Linked DNA regions of Danio rerio: regions 2 and 3 are each linked to region 1. The links are chromatin contacts, called in public Hi-C maps. All regions are on one chromosome and are shown on one strand. The core of a region is the stretch at or near the end of the contact, and the rest is flanking DNA. Distances in the headings are between cores, read along the strand shown.

What was found. Hi-C and Micro-C count contacts between places; a contact is called where the count stands out from the background.
Region 2: a Hi-C map of embryo shows a contact between it and region 1, with 4 times the contacts expected there. The contact joins two enhancer-like sites. A contact is called at or near these places in 5 of 18 Hi-C or Micro-C datasets (caudal fin, embryo, hematopoietic stem cells and 2 more).
Region 3: a Hi-C map of fibroblasts shows a contact between it and region 1, with 6 times the contacts expected there. The contact joins two enhancer-like sites. A contact is called at or near these places in 2 of 18 Hi-C or Micro-C datasets (caudal fin and fibroblasts).

The regions. Positions count from the first base shown.
Region 1 is chr25:34,675,199-34,678,953 of GRCz12tu, reverse strand. tjp1b (tight junction protein 1b) reads right to left here. Exons shown (of 29, transcript XM_073943328.1): 24 at 1,461-1,682; 25 at 1,241-1,380. Among named protein-coding and RNA genes, the nearest start is that of zgc:101540, 46 kb to the left of the region's middle. Within about 2 kb of position 1,748, at least 3 of the 62 cell types and tissues checked have an H3K27ac peak or open chromatin away from gene starts, as enhancers often do.
Region 2 is chr25:34,451,139-34,454,893 of GRCz12tu, reverse strand. No RefSeq gene overlaps it. Among named protein-coding and RNA genes, the nearest start is that of tjp1b, 37 kb to the left of the region's middle. Within about 2 kb of position 1,778, at least 8 of the 62 cell types and tissues checked have an H3K27ac peak or open chromatin away from gene starts, as enhancers often do.
Region 3 is chr25:34,834,963-34,838,717 of GRCz12tu, reverse strand. atp8b4 (ATPase phospholipid transporting 8B4) reads left to right here. Exons shown (of 28, transcript XM_682623.9): 28 at 2,034-3,755. The coding sequence ends at 2,321. Among named protein-coding and RNA genes, the nearest start is that of galk2, 15 kb to the right of the region's middle. Within about 2 kb of position 2,052, at least 4 of the 62 cell types and tissues checked have an H3K27ac peak or open chromatin away from gene starts, as enhancers often do.

The DNA of each region.
Region 1 (3,755 bases), core at 499-2,998:
TGCTACTGTATCAAAATCAAAACATTTATCCTGTAAAGGCATTGATGTAAGAGTTGTAAATTGAATTCATAGGGATTTTATTATTTTACTTACAAAAACAGCATAACAAATATGTGTTAGATATATGTATGATATTACATGTATAAAAATTAACATTAGAAAGTCAAGAAATTTATTCCCAAATACTAAAAGAATATGTGAAATCACTTATGAAACATTTTTTTATATGCAATTAGAGTGAAAATATTGTTTATTAAGGATGTATAAAATGCTATATTTAAGGCCTTTTATTGAAAAGAAGTCTGAAGAAATGTTTTATTTAATTATTTATGGTGTTTAAAATATAGTTTTTTTGTTAAATGTTAGTTAATTATATAATTAAGAATTAAAAATGAATAGTTTTTATTTTTGGTTTTTATTTAGATTTGTGGACTTAAACAGTATAAAATTATACAAAACATCCAATGAGGTTCATGTTTGCAAGGTTAAAAGAATACGTTTTTTTTTTATTTAAATGAAAAAAATAAAACACATATGCAAGTAGTCACTGTAAGAAAAAATAGTTTGTACTATTAGGGGACAAAAGAAAACAAAACACCGAACCAAAACAAAAAACAAACAAAATAAATAAATAAATAAAACACCAAACCAATACAACCAAACCACAAACTAAAACACACAAATCAAAACAAAACAGAAAAACACAAAACCAAAACACAAAACCAAAACACAACAAAACAGAAAAAATTAAATGAATAAATAAACAAATAAATAAAACACCAAACCAAAACACAACAAAACAGAAAACATAAAATAAATAAATAAATAAAACACCAAAACAAAAAATAAAACAAAAATAAATAAATGAATAAATAAAAGACCAAACCAAAAAAAAAACACCAAACCAAACTTAAACACCCAAATGAAAACAAACAGAAAAAATAAACAAACAAAACATAAACAAAACAAACCAAAACAGAAAAAATGAATAAATAAAATGCTAAACCAAAACAAAAAACAAACCAAAAAACAAAACAAAACAACAAAAAAATTAATAAAACACCAAATCAAAACCAAAACAAAAAACAAAACAACAAAAATAAATAAAACAACAGACCACAAAACCAAACAAAACAAAACCAAAACACAACACAACACAACACAACACAACACAAAACAAAACAAAACAAAACAAAACAAAACAAAACAAAACAAAACAAAACAAAAAGTCTCTTGTTACCCTCGATGTTGGTGAGTTTGGGCAGGGATGTGGGCGGAGCGACAGGTGTGTTCTGGCTGTATGGAGCAGGTGAAGGGTTGACTGGCGGCAGAGGCTCGTATCTCTTGTCCACAGGACTCACCTTCTCCACAGACTCCGTCCTGAAGCAGAAACAGTAGATGTGATGCATTCATCAACATCAACACAAACACATGTACAGTATATCCTGTCTGGCCTTTACCTAGCGAAAGGATAAGCGATCTGTGTCTGGGGTGGTTTGGGCGGCTCATGGAAGCGGTTTACTCCAGCGCTGGGTGGATTCATGACCTTACTGTCGAAACTGCGGCGGTCGAAAAATGAGAGCTGTTTTCTGTAGTACTCTTCATCATCATCAGGGTCGTAGTGGTTGGAGCGAACCACATCGTCCCCAACACGCGTCTGAGGTTTCTGCGGCTCTGGAGCTCTACGAAAACAGCAGGAACATCAGCAGAAGATCAAAATGTTATGTAACATCTAATGATGCTTTCCAGAAAGTACGATCAGCCAGCAGAGGGCACTACAGGATTACATGAGCACACTCCACTAACAATACATGACTGATGGGTGAATATGGTGTAGAAGAGTGGGGAGAAAGAGAATGCAACTATATATCACACATTTCAAAACCTTTTGTGGCAATGCAAAGTAACATTTACATCTTTACTACACAGTTCCCATTCTCTAGCTAAATCTCTGAAATGTACATATTTACATGATGTGTGTATTTACATAATGTGTGTGCACTTACTGTGCATAAATATAGTCTACAACGAAATAAAATGTACATAAATAAAATATTTATATTATTTAATATCAAAATATTTACATATTTATATAACTGATATTCTATATAAATATTTAATTTAGAAACATCTTCTCTATATTCATTCATTCATTTTCTTTTCTGTTTAGTCCCTTTATTAATCCAGAGTTGCCACAGCAGAATGAACCACCAACTTATTCACCACATGTTTTTATGCACCCTTCCGGCTGCAACCCATCTCTGGGAAACATCCATACGCACTCATTTACACTCATACACTACTGACAATTTAGCTTACCCAATTCACCTGTACCACATGTCTTTGGACAGTGGGGGAAACCGGAGCACCCGGAGGAAACCCACATACACACACACATACACACACACACACATACATATATATATATATATATATATATATATATATATATATATATATATATATATATATATATATATATATATATATATATATATATATATATATATATATGCACACAGTTGAAATTATTAGCCCCCCTTTTCCTTTTTTTTCTCTTTTTAAAAAAATTATTTTTCAATGATGTTTAACAGAGCAAGGAAATTTTCTCAGTATGTTTGATAATATTTTTTTCTTCTAGAGAAAGTCTTATTTGTTTCATTTCGGCTAGAATAAAAGCAGCTTTTAATTTTTTAAACACCATTTTAAGATCAAAATCATTAGCCCCTTTAAGCTAGATTTTTTTTCTCGATAGTCTACAGAAGAACAAACCATCATTATACAATAACTTGCCTAATTACCCTAACCTGCCTAGTTAACCTAATAAACCTAGTTAAGCCTTTAAATGTCACTTTAAGCTGTATAGAAGTGTCTTGAAAAATATCTAGCCAAATATTATTTACTTTCATCATGGCAAAGATAAAATAAATCAGTTATTAAAAATGACTTATTAAAACTATTATATTAAGAAATGTGTTGAAAAAAATAAACAGGGCCTAATAATTCGGGATATATATATATATAAATAAAAGCAATTCCATGCAAATGTCAACCTTGCCATAAAAAAAATATGAAGTTTTCATCAAAATATCATAACCGTTTCTATGTTTTTTTTTTGTATTTTACAGTACAGTAAAATACTCAAAAATGTCTCTGTCAATATTTTTATACAATTATATTTGATTTACCAAAGTCACGTGAATAGCATATTTACATCAGTCACATCCATAACGCAGAGATGTCACATCTATAACAAAGTTTTTCCCTTATAAATGCAAAATTATTAAATCAAATCAAATCAATGGTGTTTGTTTTATTGAGTCAACTCTTCTCCTTTTTTTAGGTTGTGCAGTTTAATTCACAGAATTTCTACAAAGTGTTTTGTATACTGCAAACTCGCATACTTTTTTGGTCACAAAAAACAACGCATGTTTCTTTTCCTCATTTAAAGTATAAAATATGTTTACAGATTGATATTTTTCCTTTAAGTCTGTGGTCACTTGTATAAATATATAAATTAAGATGCATGCACAGTACACATAAAACCATATATATATATATATATATATATATATATATATATATATATATATATATATATATATATATATATATATATATATATATATTATGTGAATACAAGAGTATATTTTGGATATGATTAATCACAATTAATCTTTATCATCTTTATCATCAATATTTTGATGCTTTTTACATCTACATTTCTGTTGTGTTTTTTTTTACTTTGGTAAGGA
Region 2 (3,755 bases), core at 529-3,028, 220 kb after region 1:
GTGGATTTCTGCTGAATTTTTTTGGGAGCATCGTAACTAACTCCTTAATATGTGAAATAAAAAGTAATACATTTTTTACTTTTATTTAATGTTCGAAATGCAAATCTATTTAGATTCACTTTATTTGGTAAACAAAGCAAGTCTCTCATATATCTACTAAAAGACCAAAAATATTACTGTACAAACTGTGCTGTAAATAAATCAGATGAACATTTTCATATTAGTCAATAATATCACTGTCATTAATTAAATAACTGAATAAATATAGATTTTCACACATTTACTCGACTAAATAAACAGAAATAAATGATGGGATAAAAATCTGCGTAATTCTGCACGAGCAGATTCCGTGTGGGCCTGCTTTTGACCCACCCATGTGTTACTTTCTTCCCTGCCTATGGTGTCAAAAGTAACAATGTGCAACTTTTGTTTAAAGTAAAGTTATGATGGAGTTGTTCTACATTAGATCAAATACCATCTGGATTTGGTAGACCACTGTTGTGAGTTAATAAAAGATAAATAAAAGATAGTGTTTTTAGCAGAAATATATTTTTGCTCTGGTTACTACCAGAGCAAAAATATATTTCTGCTAAAAACATTCTTTTATTTATTTATCTTTATTTTATTTTTTTTGACCCCGCTCCCCCCTACTAAAACATGCTGAATTTAATGTCATATAATTATAATTAAGCAATAATTGTTTGAGATTATAAATAAATGATTAAAAGGATGAATAGAGAAAATGTTTAAGACCATTTTGCCCTGTTAATGTTCTTTTTATACCTCCCATTATCTTCAGTAGTGAGTTTCATTCATGTTATAGTCTGTGTCAGGCCGTCACAGTGGTGCAGTGGGTAGCACAATCGCCTCACAGAAAGAAGATCGCTGGATCGAGCCCCGGCTGAGTCAGTTGGCATTTCTGTGTGGAGTTTGCATGTTCTCCTCATGTTAGCATGGGTTTCCCCTGCAGTCCAAAGACATGCCCTATAGGTGAATTGAATAAGCTAAATTGGCCGTATGTGTGTGAAAGAGTGTATGGGAGTTTCCCCAGTGTTGGGTTGCAGCTGGAAGGGCGTTAGCTGCATAAAAAACATATGCTGGATACGTTGGCGGTTTATTCCGCCGTGGCAACCCCAGATTAATAAAGGGACTGAGCTGAAAAGAAAATGAATGAATGAATGAATGAATGAATGAATAGTCTGTGTCCATCTCCACCAAGCCCACAACTACAAGCAAACATTTTACAATTTCTTTCAAGTTTAAATGTTTACCAGTAATTAAACCAAACAAGTAATTTTAAAGATTAAAATATGAGTTTTATATCGCTTATCATTATATATTAAACCGTATGTCTTTTCAAAACAGAACGCTAGAGTTTGGGTGTACAGTAAACAAACAGCGCCATCTTTAGGCGCTAAATCAAACTTCTACAGTCGATCTCAAACCACAAAGTGCCTTTAAAACAAGATTAAAAGTTAACTTACCAAGATTGTTTTACCAAGGTCTTCTTTAAGGGTAAAAAAAATGTAAATTAATTGCATGAATAAATCATAAGACTGCTAGCTTTGAGTAATAGCTGAGCTGTCGTGATAATTCAACCTGTTTATCATCCTCATATTAATCTGTCTCCATCAAACTCCAAGATTAAGCTAAATTAGCTGACGGGTTTAACCTAGACAGTTTTGTTTGAGGCCATATGCTGGGTTTGTGGCCCAGGCTAGCAGCTAATCTCTTCAGAGGAGCGGATTTAAAGCGGTCTATTTTCTGCCAGCTCCTATGAGACACGCTGCTTTAAAGGGACTTTCTGTGCCACACGGGTCCGGTTGGTATCTGCTTCCATGCGGCTTTAACTACAGTTTAAGATTAGATTAAGATAACACGCCTCAGCGATTTGCGAAGGCGTTTGTGTATGGCAAGCCATTTTAACATTTAAAAGCACTGTGAAATTTGAAATTTTTTAAGACGTTACACTCTAAAAAACATTAGGGGTTATTTTTTTCTACCCAAATCGTTTAGGCATTTGGGTAATTTTGGGGGGTTATTTTCAGAGTCTTGGGTAGTTTCAACCTATATCTTACAGTCTATGGCAGGGGTCACCAATCTCGGTCCTGGTGGGCCGGTGTCACTGCAGGGTTTAGTTCCAACTTGCCTCAACACACCTGCCTGGATGTTTCAAGTATACCTAGTAAGACCTTGATTAGCTTGTTCAGGTGTGTTTGATTAGTTTGGTGACCACTAATCTATGGTTTCAACCCAGCTCTTTGGGTCAAATCAACTCACAGCAGGGGCTGACTGTAATACCACGTATTATATATTAATTTGTTTAAATGCAACGAAAAAAAGTGTAACATAAACACAGATTTCTTGCGTTTTAGATAATTAAATTGAGATTTATGCTCACAGCAGCCCTTAGTCAGACCTTTCTGAATCTTAAAATTTCTTACTAGCACCTTTTGTACACCTGTAATCAAAGCTGCACATCCCCCACCCTACTTTAGTGTTCAAGTCAAAACAGCACAATTGCTGGGTCATCTTTCGTGGGCATTTTTGGATCAAATTAACCTATTATTTATATAAATAACCGAATATTGGGTAAAAAAAAACAACAACAACCCATTCATGGCGATAAAAATAATAACCCATTTACTTGGGTTAATTTAACCCCTGATGTGTTCTGTCCCATATTTACCCAGCAGTAGGGTTAAAAACAACCTAATTGGGGTAGTTTTTAACCCTGTGTTTTTTAGTGTTGTAAGAATATTGTTAGTTTAAAAGGTATAATCCAGCATGCTGCAAAACAGTAAGCAAATTTGTGTTTAGAAGATATAAACATTCAAAGCTTGCAGTGTGTAACTTCCTGAATTTATTATTATTTTAAATACACTTTCATTTAGAAAAGAAGAAATGTACAATATAAATAGGGAAGTAATCTGTAGGAGACTGGAACACAAGTACATACAATTACAAAGTGTTACGAACAACAAGTAACAATAAGTAATAGAAAGAGAAAAAAGAAAACAAAAAAAAAAGAAAGGGGAAGTACAAAATTAAATTTTAAAATTAAATATTAAACTTAATTTGTTTGTTTAAATTCAACACAAACAAATTGTTTGCAACAGTTCTGCATGCAACACTTTTTTCAGTGTAATATAAAAAGTTATTTATAAATATTCCTCATTTTTATTATTGGGACTAGAATAATAACAAATAACATCTAAAATAATTAATTGACTGAATCAAAAATATCCTATAGAAAAAAGTGAAATTCCATAACACACAATCTAATCACAGTCTATTAATTCTAAAAATCTAAATCAGGTTCTAAAGACAAAGTGGAAATTCCAATAAATTAAGTCATAATGCTTAAAAGGATTTTGCAATCCTATAGGACAACGTGAAAATCCAATTAAAAAATTCTGAATGTCTATTAGAATTTTAGGAATCCTTTAAGATCCGATAGGATAAACTAAAATTCCAATAGCATTTTTTGACAAGGGCACAAAAACTGATCACACAACAAGTGCTTATTTGTAGGGGAGTGTGTTGGTAAAAAAAAAAAAAGGTTTGTCTAACCCCCATTACTTTGTTCATTATTTGGCCAAAACCAAAAGTGTTACTTTGTGCCCTGCTGTCCCCCATGAACATTGTTTACTATTTTGGTACTTGAGTAACTTCTGAAAGTGGAAACAGTAGGCCTAATACCGTTTTAGTTTATTGTTATCAAAGAGCATAGAATCACCAAGAGGCGACACTCT
Region 3 (3,755 bases), core at 803-3,302, 160 kb before region 1:
CCCCTGGCATAGAGTAACAAATTAGAAGAAAAAACAAGCACAACTTTTTGACATAAGCCAGAAGGAAACCATTTTTTCCTGAATGGCATTTTTTTTTTTTTTTATCTTCACTGCGCTTCCACTTTCATCTCAATTTCAGATTAGGGCCTGTGAACCAAAGCGACTGAGAAAAACTGTAAGATCAGTGTATGGCTTTTTGTTTAAAGTAATTACTGTTACTAGTTATGAGCTCAATTGCATTTACAGTTTTTCTCAGTCGCTTTGGTGCATTTCTCACAACACCAGTGCATTTCTGCAAAACAGTTAACGCATTTCTCAAAACAATTCATGCAAACTGCAAAGCCAATAACCTGCAAAAGCGCGTCACATGCTCAAAATGAATAGTTCATTCCTCAAAAGCAAGTATTCATGTCAATCAAAGTGTCAGTATCACTAAAATGAAAAGTCCTGCACTGCAAAAAATGCTTTTCTTACTTAGATTTTTTGTCTTGTTTCGAGTCCAAATGTCTAAAAAATCTCAAAACAAGAAGAATTTTCTACACACGCAAAACATATTGTCTTGTTTTGAGATATAATATGCCATAATTAAGTGAGTTTTTCCTTAATACAAGCAAAATAATCTGCCAATGGGGTAAGCAAAATAATCTTATGTCAAAAGGAAAAACAAGATTATTTTGCTTATCCCATTGGCAGATTATTTTGCTTGTTTTAAGAAAAAACTCACTTAATATTGGCATATTATTTCTCAAAACAAGAGAATATGTTTTGCTTGGCTAGAAAATTCTCCTTTATTTAAAAATATTTAGATATTTGGACTTGAAACAAGACAAAACATCTAAATAAGAAAAGCATTTTTTGCAGTGTGACACCTTGTTTATAAACAAGATAGTCAAATGGCTTAGTCGTGTTTTCATTATGAGTTTACTCTGTACATTTTTTCAATGCAAAAAAAGTCAGATGTTGGTGACACTTGCTGAAAATGCACTTTATACTATTTGCACAGCCATTTGAAAACTACAGAATAGTTAGACATCACTGCATTTAGTGAGCTATCTGAGTACAAGACACTGAATATGTATGTTGCACATTTTTACTGCATTTGCTCTTTACAATCCTAATTTACTCACAGCATTGTGCAGAAGAATAAACACACCCTTATTTACAACAAGCATAAACTCCCTTTGGGTAAAGCTGAGCACAACTGTAAACAATATTGCAGTACACATTGGAACTGAGCCTGCAACATACACAGGTCAGTAAATCATTCTTAAAATTGTTCGATTTTAAAGACATTTTCAGAAAAATAAAGTTTTTAAAAAAATTTTTTAATAAAGATTGCTTGACCGATTTTGGAATCAAGTTCATCCTTTTTTTGTATGTAATGACTCAAGTAATGAAATGAGGACTGTTAGTTTTATATGAAATGACTATTCAGCATTTACAAGTTTAGTTCATTTTGACTGACATGACATAAGCAGATGATAATGTTATAAATAGCAGAGAGTTGAATGAAAGCAATTGATGCATGTGCGAAAGCATTTGCAATTTGTTGAAAGGAATGAGAAACTGCTACTAGGATGTGCACAAACGACTAACTGTTTTGAGAAATGCATTAACTGTTGTGCAAATGTAAATAGTGTTGTGAGAAATGCACCAAAGCGACTGAGAAAACTGTAAATCGTTGCGTGCTTAAATTAAGTAGTTTAATTGCAGCACTGCCAAAATTGTATTATAATCACATTATGGGGGTGAACATAAACAAAGGGAATGAGCATTTATGATATTAGGGACTTCGATGGATTTGCTGTTCGGATTCTCAGCAGTGAAAATTAAACCACACTGAACTGAACTAAACTGAACTTCAACTCTGAAAACTGGACTGACACAGTTTCAATTTACTAGAACTCCTGTGTTAAGCTGCTTTGACACAATCTACATTGTAAAAGCGCTAAATAAATAAAGATGAATTGAACTGAATAGTCAAATGGTCATGTGCGTCATCATAATCTCCTGAACCGTCTGCCCTCCCTCAGGTGCGTTTACTCCAGCAGGCCACTAGGCGGCAGCGTCCTCAAGAGCAGAACCTCAGGAGAGTCCGCAGGACCAGCTCTAGACGCTCGGCCTACGCTTTCTCCCACCAGCAGGGATACGGAGAACTCATCACCTCCGGCAAGAACATGAAGGTTCCCACATCCTCCACTTCCACATACCCGCTGTCCTCACCCTCCCGAGCCCCTGGAGAGAAGGGCACCACCTCAGCCAACAGCAGGCCGAGCGAGCACAAACAAGAGGTGACGGTAGAAGACTTGGAGGCCAGATAAAAGCCCTTTACTTAGCATCTGAAGATTTAGCGTCTGTGTTTTTTGATAATTGTGTACAGACTACAGGAGGGCTACACATGCACAGGAGACTCCAAAGAGCCAGCACAATGAAGCACAGATCATTCCTTTCACCTCATTTTTCGGTTCCGTCTCAAACGGCGTCTGTTTAAATTGAACCCGAGATTCATTTTTGTATTCTCACCTCTTCTGGCACACGATTCAAAAAGTGTGATGTTTTCTCAAAAAGGCACAGTTTTTGTATTCTGGGTTTTAAGAACTTCTTTTTAACGCTTTAGGAAATGTTTTAGACACTCATGTTTAAAGGAACACTACACCTTTTTTGATAAAAGGCTTATTTTACATCTCCAGTTAAAGAGTTGAGTTCATTCAGTCGATCTTCAGAGCACTTTTAGCTAAGCTTAGCACAAATCATTGAATCGGATTAGACCGTTAGCATCTCAAAAATAAAATTACAAAAAAGTGCTCTGATAATTTTCCTATTTAAAGCTCGACTCTTTTGCAGTGACATCGTGAACTAAGACTGATGGAAAGTGAAAAGATGATATTTTTTAAGCTGATATGGAACTATACTCTCATTCTGGTGTAATAATAATGAAGAAACTTTCCTGCCGTACACTATGACTGCAGCAGGCGCAATGATGCGCAGATATTAACTAGTGGTGTAAGCAAGCATATGCATATATGCTGCGCTCAATATTCAGATCCTATGTAATATTATTGCTCCGGCTTCAGCCATGATACAGCAGCAAATCTCCTTGATTATTACACCTGAATGAGTGTATAGTTCCTAGCCATATCAATCTAGAAAATAGCTACTTTTCATTTTCCGTCAGTCTTAGTACACGACAGAAGTGTATCTACAGAAGAGTCCAGCTTTTAAATAGGAAAATTATCTTTTTTTTTTTTTTTTTTTTTGTGTGAGATGCTAATTGTCTAATCCAATTCAATGATTTATGCTAAGCTAAGCTAAAAGTGCTCCCACCAGACCTGGAAATTCCCTGAATGGATTAAAAATGGAAAAACTCAACTGTTCAACTGTAGAAAGCTGTAAAAGAGAGCTGTAAACTTTACAACTGCTCCAGGGCTAAAGAGTTGAGTCTATTTAGTTGATCTCTGGAGTACTTTTAGCTTAGCTTAGCATCAATCACTGAATCGGATTAGACCGTTAGCATCCTAAAAATGACACAAAAGTGTTTCAATAATTTTCCTATTTAAAGCTCGACTCTTCTGCAGTGACATCGTGAACTAAGACTGATGGAAAGTGAAAAGATGTTGTTTTCTAAGCGGATATGGAACTATACTCTAATTCTGACGTAATAATAATGAAGGACCTTTCCTGCTGTACACCACGACTGCAGCAGGCGCAATGATATGCAGATTCTAACTGTTTGTGCAAGCATAGACGTTGATTCT